Regions from separate parts of the Capra hircus genome. Here region 1 is linked to region 2. A link is a contact called in public Hi-C data. All regions are on one chromosome and are shown on one strand. Each heading gives the region's core, a stretch centred on a gene start, on an enhancer-like site or on the middle of the called end of the contact. The rest is flanking DNA. Distances are from core to core; before and after follow the strand shown. Region 1 holds the start of PURB (transcriptional activator protein Pur-beta). Region 2 holds the start of TMED4 (transmembrane emp24 domain-containing protein 4).

The links. A called contact is a pair of places that touch in the nucleus more often than the background predicts.
Region 1: a contact with region 2 is called in a Hi-C map of blood, with 4 times the contacts expected there. The contact joins the promoter of PURB here to the promoter of TMED4 in region 2. A contact is called at or near these places in 3 of 5 Hi-C or Micro-C datasets (blood and liver).

Annotation. Positions count from the first base shown.
Region 1 is chr4:43,509,934-43,515,995 of ARS1.2, forward strand. It overlaps PURB (transcriptional activator protein Pur-beta), which reads right to left and starts at 2,320. Exons shown (of 1, transcript XM_018047039.1): 1 at 1-2,320. The coding sequence starts at 2,296. The coding sequence ends at 1,382.
Region 2 is chr4:43,332,356-43,338,001 of ARS1.2, forward strand. It overlaps TMED4 (transmembrane emp24 domain-containing protein 4), which reads right to left and starts at 3,945. Exons shown (of 6, transcript XM_018047499.1): 1 at 3,906-3,945; 2 at 1,004-1,294; 3 at 711-811; 4 at 473-598; 5 at 1-42. The coding sequence starts at 3,945.

The sequences.
Region 1 (6,062 bases), core at 1,070-3,569, 180 kb after region 2:
TGCTTCCAGGATATAGTCAGCATATTCACGTTCATTTCAGCTCCATTCAAATGGATTTCAGCTTCAAAGGGCACGCTGCTTGAATCACTCATCCATCATTTGCCAACTTTGATTGTGAGGTACTGATACAATGGACCAAGTTCTTAAAAATTTATTTTAAAAGAATAAATGATGCTGGAATTCTGGACCTGAGGATCTTTAGTATTTGAACAAATCCACAGATTAAACTGAAGGTAGATGACTTCAGTTTTGGTTACTTCCAACTTTTCTGTGTGGACTTATATTCCATTAAAGCTCAGGCTTGTAGCCACAATGTTCCTTTTGTAAAGATGTTCAAGTTTTATGGTTTAAAATCCAGCCAACCAGTGGCAGAAACAGCCGAATTAGCCATAATTCACTGGCTCACACAGTGGAGCCACGGGTATCTGGCTCTCATTCATATCTAAGCCATGACCTCCATATTTGGAGATCGGGGAAGAACTTTAGTGAGCAGCAACCAATCCACTCAAACAGTTTTCCTTGTGCTTTATGCCTGATTTCTTCTTGTGCCTACCTCAGCAACCCCCAATGTAAAACTGCTTTTATCTTTGAAAAAAATCTGCCAACTTCCAAAACATTATAGTAAGGGATTCTAGTTCAAGGACTGACATCTGAATCCATTTGCATCCCGGAAAATAATTCTGCAAAGACAAGACATGGGCCTTTGTCCAGGTTCTATGCAAAACCATTTAAAACTGGATCCAATTTGTTTCTGTCCCTGGTGGCTTCTTGAATTCTTATTTTGCCCTGTCTATGATTACGTAAAGTTGCATTCCTTTTCATGAAACTTGTACCCTCAGGACTGGGTAACTGCAAAGGCCTCTCTCTTCGCAAGAATTCCATGAAGATCTAGATCCAAAACGCTGATTTCAATGGAGGTGAAGGGATAGACACTGCAACAATGAGGTCTAGAAAGATCTTTAGACCAGGTTACCCAAATATAACACAAATTGAGCTGTCATCAACGGGTCTGGGTAACTCGAGGTGTTCCTTGGCCAGCGTGCAGGATCTCTCCCATCCAGGGTTATCCCGATGGATTTAGGAATCTTAGCTGGGAAGGAAGAGACGCTGAGACTTCTGCTCAGGTGAGGAGACACTGTTATCCTCTCTTTGCAGGTTGCTGTCAATTCCTTGGAACTTTACCGCTTTTCTCTAATTGTCCTGACTGTTCTCTTATGGTTATTTCTCTTAATTAACTATATTATTTAAAATTGTTTTCCTCCTCCGGGGCCTCCCTTGCTTCCCCTCCACTAGCTCACTGGGGATGAATAGGAAGGGGAGCTCTCTAGCCAAGGAAACGGTGGTGGGGTGGGGAGGCCCGTAGGGGAGGAAGCCGCGCGTTTCAATCCTCATCCACCTCCTCTCCCTCTGACTCGTCCCCGCCGCGTCGCTCATAAAGCTTATCCCTCTGCCGCTCCTGGATCTCTTTCATCTCATCCGCATACCGGCAAAACGCGCCCCCGAACTTGCCCCAGGCCTTGAAAGGGACCGTGATGGCGTTGCGGTAGGACGGCTTCACCTCGCTCACGCGCAGGAACACTCCATACTTGTTACAGCCCACGTCGAAGAAGAAACGCTTGGAGTCCACCGTGATGGAAGTGCCTTCCGGGAGCTCCCCGTACAGGCCGCCCCCAGGGCCTCCGGCGCCGCCGCCCGGGCCACCCGCCAGCTCGTCGTCCTCGCCGCCGTAGTCGTCGATGAGCTTGGCCAACGCGTCGCGGAACTCTATGAGGCCCTGGGCGGGTAGCGCAATGGTCTGGCCGCTCTGCAGGCCGCCGGGTCCGGGGCCACCGCCACCGCGGTTGACCGTCTGACGGATGCGCAGGAAGCGGCCGCGCTGGTTCTCCTTGAGGTCCAGGTAGTACTTGCGGTTCTCGCGCACCAGGAACTCGCTCTTGAGCGCGCGCCGCGGCCCACCGCCCTCCTCGGCGCCCGCCGCCGCCGCCACTTGCTCCGGGCTGCTGGGGCCCAGCTGCGCGTAATGCTCGATGAAGTCGCCCAGGTAGTCACGGAATTCGGCGGCCACCGCCATGGACAGCGTGAGGCGGCTCTTGGAGCCGCCCGCGCCCACCTCGGCGATCTTGAGGAAGCGGCCTTTGGCGTTCTGCTTCACATCTAGGTAGAAGCGTTTGTTCTGGATGTCCAGCCGCTTCGAGGCCAGCTCCTGCGTCTCCTGCTCGCCGCCGCCGCGGGACGCAGGCTGGAAGCCGCCGGGCCCGCCACCGCCGCGCTCGCTGCCGCTGTCGCCGTCCGCCATCTTCTCGGCCGCCGCCGCCGCCGCCGCGCCCAGGCCGCCGCCCGCCGCCCGCCGCGCTCGCGCCCCTGCCCTCCGCCCTGCGGCTCGCTCTCCCGGGCCCCCCAGCCTCGCTCGCCGGCCCGCTCACGCGCGCCCGCTGTTCATCGCCGGCAGCCTCCGCCGCCGCCCCCCCATCGCCCCCGCGCCCCGCCCCGCCACTTCCGCCGCGCCAGCTTCCGGCGCGCGCCTCCGTGACGCCGCCCCGTCCCGCCCCCACGTCCTCGCTGCCGGAAGCGCCGCGCAAGGCGGCGGCTGCGGGGCGCAGGGCAGTGACGTCACGGGTCTGCGGGGATTTGGGGACCCTGGAGACCCGGGTGGGTAAACTGGGAAGGAACTCTGGAAGCTTACGGGCGACGGAAACAGTCTGCATCTTGTTTGTGGTGGTGGTTTTACAAGATAGCCGAAAGTGATTCAAATTACGCTTTATATAAGTTCTGTTTATTCTAGGGAGATTACACCGGAGTACAGTTATTATTTATGAAAGAGGAATTGAAGGAAGGAAGATGTTGGGGATACTCCAAACTAACCTAATAGGATTGCTGTATAAGAATCCGTGAGTGATGTTTAGCATAATGATTGAGTTATCGTGAGTGCTCAATAAATACGTACTCTTAGTTCGTGGAATACCGTACATAGTGCCTGGAACATGCTTGGTAACATCATCACCGTCTCAGCGGCGTAAGATAAAATGATGGCCTGAACTAAGTAGTGGTAGTGGGGATGGAGAGTTTAGGAAAGGAGTTAATTTTTATAAAACACGTATGTACAGGGACTGGTAACCATTTTACACGTTAACTTGGAAGAATACTTGTTCTATGTGTTACATTGTGTGGAGAAACAGGAATGGATTTAAAAAGTGAAAAATGGGACTTCTGGTGGTTTGGTGGCTGAGATTCCATGCTCCCAATATAGGGGGCTAGATCCCACATGTTTCAACCAAGAGTTCGCTTGTAACTAAAGATGTCAATGCTGCAGCTAAGACCGGCAACAGCCAAATAAAGTGAAAATGAAAGTCGCTCAGTCGTGTCCTACTCTTTGCAACCCCATGGACTGTACAGTCCATAGAATTCTCCAGGCCAGAATACTGGAGTGGGTAGCTGTTCCCTTCTCTAGGAGATCTTCCCAACCCAGGGGTTGAACCCAGGTCTCCCGCGTTGAAGGCAGCTTCTTTACCAGTTGACCCACCAGGGAAGCCCAGCCTAATTAATAAATATTAAAAAAAAAAAGTAAAATGTGTATCTTTCGATGGGAGGAGGTGTGTGCTAAGAGTCATTCTGCCTGGGTCTGAATCCCATACTGGTTGTGAGGTTTTGGGTATGTCAGTTAACTTCTTAAGCCTTAGTTGCATAACTTGTTAAATAGGAATAATAGTAACTATCTTGTGGAGTTGCTATAAGAATTAAGTGAGATAATGCACAGTAAGCACTTCACCTGGCACAGAAGAAGCACTCCCCACGTTTTCCCTCTTTTTTGGATGTGTCATGAGGGATATTAGTTCTCCAGCCTGTGTCCCCTATACTGGAAGTTCTGAGACCAAACCACTGGGGAGCCCCTCCCCAAGTGTTTAATCATCCTTTGTCCTGATTCATAAAAAAGACCCAAACAAACAAAATTAGAATAATACCTCTCAACAACACAGAAGAGTCCAGGGGAAAGCATCAAATTTGGGGTCTTGAACATTTCAATCTTGGAGAGAATTTGGACATATGAAATCCCTAGGGAAGAAATAAGCTCCTTCTCTAATTTCTTGCTAGCCAAACCACTTTCTGCATAGGGGAGCCCAACACTCAGTTCATGTGAAGGACTCTCTACCCATGTTTTCATTCCTTATCAGTTCAGTTTTAATGTCAAATCCTGTTTAATGAGTTAGACACATTGCTTTATTTCCTTTTTTTTTGTCTGTGCTGTGCGGAATCTTAGTTCCCCAACCAGAGATGAAACCTGTGCCCTCTGCATTGGGAATGCAATTTTTACCACTGGACCACCTGGGAAGTTCCTGCGTTGTTTCCTTTGAAATTTCATTCTTGGATTTTAAGCTTAGCATCTTCTCCCTTTTTATCTATTTGAAAATCATACATTTCCCAGACTTTTTACAGTTCAGTTTTTAATAGGTGTGATTATATCATATATCTTTAGTTCATCTTTAACTCTAGTTTATCTTGAATACATTTTGGTGAATAGTATGAAGTGAAGAATCTAAAAAATTTCCTTCAAATGACCAATTGTCCCAGTACTATTCATTAAATAACCCTTCAAGGACAGATCTCGACAGGTGGAGATGAATGTAGGTTATTTTGGGCAGAGGGAACATGTGTTCCCAGATGGTGAAAAGTCTAGTTTGGCTGGAGCCCAAAGTCTGTGAGGAGTGGGTAGTGAACAAAAGAGTTGGAGGCAGTTAAACCTGGGCTCAGTGGGGAGGCCTTCACTTGTGGGCAGGAGAGTGGGCTTGAGTTGAGGGGGAGCCCCTGGGGCTGTGTGAACAGGAGTGTGATGGAGAGGAGGAGGCCATGGCAGAGGACAGCACGGGTGGGCTTGGTCAGGAGGCAGCAACCACCTGGCAGAACCAAGCCAGCGGGGACTGGATGCAGCTGATTGACTAAGAAGGAGCCACTGGGGCTTTGAGGGCATGAGAAAGGACCAGATTTAAAAACTAGATGAGGGGACGGGGGAGAGGCATGAAGGGTGGTTTTAGAGTGTGTGGTCTGAGTGACTGCTGTCGAGGCTGTTGTTCGAGATGGTAAGAGCACTGATCTAAGACTTCAGATGCTGCAAATGTTAGGTTTTCCTCCCCTATGAAATTCACAGTAGACAGGACCCAACAGGAAGAGCTGCTTTGATGCATTTTTGCAATACCAAATTCTTCCCTGGGAAGTTTATTACCTCTTGGTGGCCTTAAGCACTTGTTGGGACTGCCTTTTGGCAAATCCAGCATGAGTGAGTGTGAATCTTAAGTACTGGCATGTGAAGTCTGAGCAGCCAGCTGGGTGCTGGGCGGGGAGTGTCCAAGCAGCTGTGGGACCCAGAAGAGTCAAGACGAGGGACACCTGTGGAGATGCTGGTTTGGAAGCCGCCAGCAGACAGCATGGATTTGACATCAGCTCCCAGAAGGCTGCATAGAGAAACAGGGACAAGAGAGAAAGATGGGGAGAGAATGAGGCCAGGGGTCAGGTGTCACAGTTCACACTGAACCTGACAAACGCTTCCTGCCCGTCCTGAAAATATGTGGAGAATCACACAGCTCTTAAGGAGTGGAGCAGAGGCTGCAGCTCAAGTCTCCAATTCTAAATTCTGTCTTTGATGCTGCCACCTTGGGGGAGAGCATGGAAGCCATATGTCACAGTGCTAGCGAGAGCAGGACTATGGGTTCAAGAGCTGCCCTGGTGACAGAGGGGATTGTGTGTGTTAGTCGTTCAGTCATGTCTGACTCTTTGTGACCCCATGGACTGTAGTCCATCAAGCTCCTCTGTCCATGGGATTTTCCAGGCAAGAATACTGGAGTGGGTTGCCATTTCCTCCTCCAGGAGATATTCCTGACCCAGGGATGGAACTTGCGTCTCTTATGTCTCCTGCATTGGCAGTCGGGTTCTTTACTGCTAGTGCCACCCGGAATAGTAACCAACAAAGAAAAGCATGAAGCTGGAGATGGGTATGGGAGGTGTGGCTGGGCCATGGGAGGCAAGAGTCTGTCTTTTTGCTCATGATACCAGGGAGAGAGGAGGAGAGACAC
Region 2 (5,646 bases), core at 2,695-5,194:
GTTGTTGGCATGCTCCCCAACCTGGATGTCTAGGTGCACACGCTAGGAGGAAATAAGGTTGGACCCCAAAGTCAGAGCCATTGTGAGGTTATGATGTCTAAGTGATGCAACCTCTGATGGTCTGTTGCAGGCTATGGAACATACTCTTGTCCCTGTGGGACAGAAGGGCAACGTCTATTTCTTACTTGTAACTGTGCCACAAAGAGTATAAATGATGTGCATGCTTGCTAAGTCGCTTCAGTTATGTCCCACTCTTTGTGACCTTGTGGACCGCAGCCAGCTGGGCTCCTCTGTCCATGGGTTCTCCAGGCAAGAATACTGGAGTGGGTTGCCCTGCCCTTCTCCAAAGGATCTTCCCGATTCAGGGATGGAACCTGCATCTCTTGGTCTCCTGCATTGGCAGGCAGGTTCTTTAATAAAACTTTGGAACCAAGTGACAGATTCTGAGCTATGGCCAAGAGAAAACTGTTACCAGTCTGCCGCCAGCAAAGAGAGCCATCCTGGTAGAGTTGGAGTGCAGGCAGATCTGATGGTCACCAGGAGTGTGGGAAGTGAAGGTGAAGCGGCCCTCTGAGCCGTACTGCCGGGAGAGCACCACCTGCAACAGAGTAGTCAGTGAAAGCCCACACCTTTACTCTAACCTCGCCAAGTGCAAGCTCGAGTCTTATGAGCTCTGTCCACCCCAAGAGCTCTAGTGAAGATGGCCCTACCTTGCCTTCAGGGTCTTTCACCTCCACATGCATGCCCAGGCCGGGGGTCGAGGGCAGGAAGACCTCCTTCTGCTTATCCCACATCTGGGTGCGATAGTTCCCTGCGGAACAGACAGAGCAGTCACAACCCGCCTAGTCCGTCCAGCTCCCACACTCCGCGGCTCCCGGGACGCCAGACGAGGGCACTGCTCGCCCGGTCACCGTCCGGCGTCCTCAGAGTGCCGCTGCGAGCGGAGAGCCCGACGGCGTCTTGGGGACAACTCAGGGCCCGATCCACCCTCGCCCCGCCTGACCGATGACCATGGTCTCGTCGGGGATTTCTTCGATGAAGCAGCGCTTTTCGGTCTCGCCGATGTGGAAATAAAGCCCCCGGGCGCTTGCCGCGCACAGCGCAAGGAGCAGCAACGCCGGCAACCCCATTGCCCGCCGACGCCCAGCCCAGACACCTGCCAACGCGCGCGCTCTGCCCAGTGCGCATGCGCGCACCTGCGCCCCGCTCCCTGACGACGCAGAAAGGCCAGGCGCAGGACGCGCTTGCGCGGTGACTCCAGTTCTGCGTCCGCTCCGCCCCGCCCCGCCCGCGTCTTTTAGGCCAAGTTACAGGGCCGAGGGGAGGGTGCGCACACGCAGAGTGGCTGGTCCCTCCCGCTCTTTGGAGGCTCAGTGGGCTCCGTCCACTGCCAAGAGGCTTCAGCTCGGTGCGCATGCGCGCACCTGCGCCTTGCTCCCAGCAAACGCGGCGTGGCAGAGCAAGAGTACGGAAACGCTGACACCTCCTTCGCCCCTGGTGCTTACCCCGTCAGCCTGCGCAGAGGTTTGGGTCCCGTATCCGGAAGATTGGGTTGACCTAGGCTTCCGAACTGGAGGTCTACCGAGGAAAGGAAAGTCGGAGTCCGGGGACCCACAGAGCATTCCCAAGACCCCGACTAGGATACCGGTGTGAGAAGTCGTGTAGGAGCCTCAGGCGTCACCTAGCCTCTGGAAGCCATGACCCCGGGGTGGAAGCCTCACCTGGGTGGGGCTCCAAACAGACCTACAGGAAACGGTTTTCCAAGCCTTGGGGGGCCAACAGGTTTAGGTGTTCCAGATTTTAGGAGTTTATCGGTTTTGTTGCTTGAGATGACGGTGTGGCAATGATTATTTTCTGAGACTCCTCTGCTAGGGTATACACCGAAGTGCTCACAGATAGTCACCCGGGGGTGCCTACCAGGAAGAGAAAGTGGAGATTGGGCTAAAGGTGAGAAATGTGTGGGAGGAGGGACGAATAGAGACGGTCCAGTGGTCACTAGACTGCACCCACAGGGCGAGGTTTGGCGGCGTCTCCGCCTGTGTTTCCAGCCCTTACTGTTCTCTCTTAACTTGTCCAACTGCTCATTGTCTTCTAGGTGAAGATTTGGAACATACAGTCCCTTGGGGTGTGGGTCTGCTCGACTGTTTCACAGTGGTTTAGGGCTCACAGTGGAGAGAGATGTGAAGCAGAACAAAATCCAGCCTCGTGGGTCTGATGGGCCCGTGACAAGTACAGGTGGGGGCCCAGAGCTTGTTCTGCTGCTTCCCATCCTTCCTAAATACAAACTCTGTAAAAATCATTCTTATCGTGCTTAGTGTTGTGATGGTTTAGTCACTAAGTCGTGTCCGGCTCTTGCGACCTCACAGACTGTAGCCTGCCAGCCTCTGTCCATGGGATTCTCCAGGCAAGAATACTGGAGTGAGTTGCCATTTCCTTCTCCAGGGGTCTTCCCCACCCAGGAATCTGCATAGTATTGGATATGTTCCTATTTCTCTCTTAAAAAGTAGGATTGAACCAAGACAAATATCCTAGTGGCATTAAAGAAGTTTTACAAGGAAACCTTTCCTGAGCAGCAGCAGTTGTGCGGTGAGGACGGAAAATAAGATCTTTTTTTTTAGCAGCTGGAAATTTAAGTATGAAATCTGATTTTTAAATATTAGCATATGGCTCAGCTTTAATGAAATGGACAAGTCACAGTCTGGCCACAATCAGCAGTCAGTCATGCGGACAACTTCTGGTCTCATCCATATTCAGTAGGGGACAGTCGTCTTGTTTAAGTGACGACCTCTGCAGGTTCCTCCCTTTTCCAAGGTTCTGTGCCCTTCACCTTCTTTTCTTTGAACAAACTGGTGCAACTTGAGAATGAGTATCTGGGCTAAGAAAATTGAGGGAAAGTCTTGAGGAAAACTTAGAATGAGGAGGTCTATGAGGCATGTTTACATCTCCTAATGAGAGCATTCCTCTTGTGGAACAGAGGAAGGCCAAAAAGAAGCCAGAAAGGTCCTTACTGGGTATGGAATTAGAGCAAAGGAAGGTTGAAAGTTTGTCTTAAAATTTTTATTAAGAGAATACAATGAGCTTTCATATACTAGCAACCAGTTTCAACAGCAATCAAAATTTTGCCTTATTTATCCATTTCTGCATTTTTTTCCTGAAGTGTGTTAAAGATTGCCTGGACATCATATAATTTTACCTATAAATATTCCAGTGTATTTCTAGCCAATAAGGAGTGTTAAAAATAACATTATCACACCCAAAACAAAAATAATTCTTTAATAAGTCTACTACTTAGTATATTTTCAGTTCCCCCACCCCTATCTCAATAAACTTTGGATTGTTAAAAAGGTCTATTTACTACATTCATTGATACGTCTTTTAAACCTCTTTTGATATATAGTAGTCACACCTTATCTAAAGGGGATATATATGGTCCAGGACTTCCAGTGACTGCCTGAAACCACAGATAGTGCCAAAATCTCTCTCTCTCTCCCCCCGCCCCCCCCCCGCCCGTGTGTTTTATTCTATACATACCCATGGTAATATTTATAAGTTAGGCACAGTGAGAAATTAACAATAACTAATAGCAAAATAGAACATTATACTGTAATGTTATGTGAATATGGTATCAGAATGTTTTGTTGTACAAATTTAATGCCTTTTCCATCTTAACTAAGCAGGAATCATGTTGTGGTTGTAACTTGCAGTTTGAGGTTCAATAGCAAAACCAGCAAGAATTTTTCTTTCTTTACAGTTTCACAGATTCACCCTTTAACATTTATCTTAACAACTTCAGCATAAGATTTTTTTTTTCTTAGTAAGTTGAGAATTTTCACCTTTTCATAGTAAGTTGAGAATTTTCACCTTTTCACTTAAAGGAAGCACTTTGCAGCTTCTCTCTGGCTTACCTGAATTGCCAACATCACTACTCTTGCACTTTGGGGTCATTGTTAATTAAACCTAAGCACTGTGATAGTGGTGCAGCCAGTCTGATAACTAAGAGGGCCACTATAACCAGGCAGGATATGCCTGGACAAAGAGATGATTCTTGTCCCAGGCAGGACAGAGCAAGATTTACCATACTACTCAGAACTGTGAGCAATTTAAAATTTATGAGTTATTTATTTCTGGAATTTTCTATTTAATATTTTCAGACTGCTGTGGACCACAGGAAGCCAAATCTGTGGATAAGCAATTCCCCTTCCCTTTCCATTGTTGATGATGGTGATGCCATCTACTTATTGAAGCAACTTGATCATTTGACCCATAGAATTTTCCACATTCTGAATTTGGTTGTTTCTTCATGTGATATTTAACATGTTTCTCTGCCCTTGGTATATCCTTCAAACAAATCTGGAGCCAGTGAGGATTTACAGTAAGTGTGTTTCAGTGCGTTAAACCCATTACCCTTTTTAATGCTCAAATTCTCCAATAAAACATTGTTTTGCTATACCCTTTTGACACAATTGTAGTAGTCTGTAGGATCTTCCTTGTTTTCCATTTTGTACATTTCCTGCCATAGGCATAAAATCAACCATTTATCCAAGGAATTTTAAATCACTTTAGCAAAAAATGGTATCTGTATTTTTTTCCTAAAAAGAACCCTGGAATTGGTCCTGATTGATGGGTAATATTATTATTGGGACTTTCCCGGTGGTCCAGTGGTTAAGACTCTGTACTTCTGCTGTAGGAGGGTTAGAGATCAATCACTAGTTGGGGAATTAAAATCCTGCATGGCACAACCAAAAAAAAAAGATTGCATTCCCCACAGGAAGAAACCTGTCTTAGGTAATCTAATTCCCCTGGTCCCAGACCTTTACCCTTCAAAGGTGGGAGGAAGAAATTCCTGCAAGCCTTGACCTAGGCTAGCTAGCCATTCACTCAACCAGTATCTGCTGAGTAGCCATTTGTACCAGACACTGTTAAACCCTGGGAACACACTGGTGAAGGAAACAAAAATCCTTGTCCTTGCAGATTTATTTTGATTATTGTCTATCAATAAACAAGATATATGAGTAAACATATAGCATGTCAGATGGAGGAAAGTATCAGGGAGGAGAATAAAGGGAGTATAATGAGTTGAATGGTGGTCCCCCAAAGATATGTCAATGTTTGAGTCCCCAGAACCTGTGAATGTCACCTTACTTGGAGAAAGGATCTTGCAAATATAATTAAGGATCTTGATGAGATAATCCTGGATTATCTATGTGGGCCCTAAGTCCAATGACAAGTGTCTTTATGAGAGACACAGATTAGGATGACTACTATTAACAAATAATAACAAGGCTTCCCTGGTGGTTCAGTGGTAAAAAATCTGCCTGCCAATGCAGGGAACACAGGTTTGATCCCTAGTCTGGGAAGATCCCACATGGCACAGAGTAACTAAGCCTGTGTGCCACAACCACTGAGCCTGTGTTCTGCAACAAGAGAAGCCATCAAAATGAGAAGCCCACACACTGCAATGAAGAGAAGCCCCTGCTTGCCACAACTAGAGAAAAGCCCATGCAGCAACAAAGACCCAGCATAGCCAAAAATAATAACAGAAAGTAACAAGTGTTGATAATGTAGAGAAGCTGGAACCTTTGTGAACTATTGGTGGAAACATAAAATGGCTCAACCACTATGGAAAGTCGTATTGAGGTTCCTCAG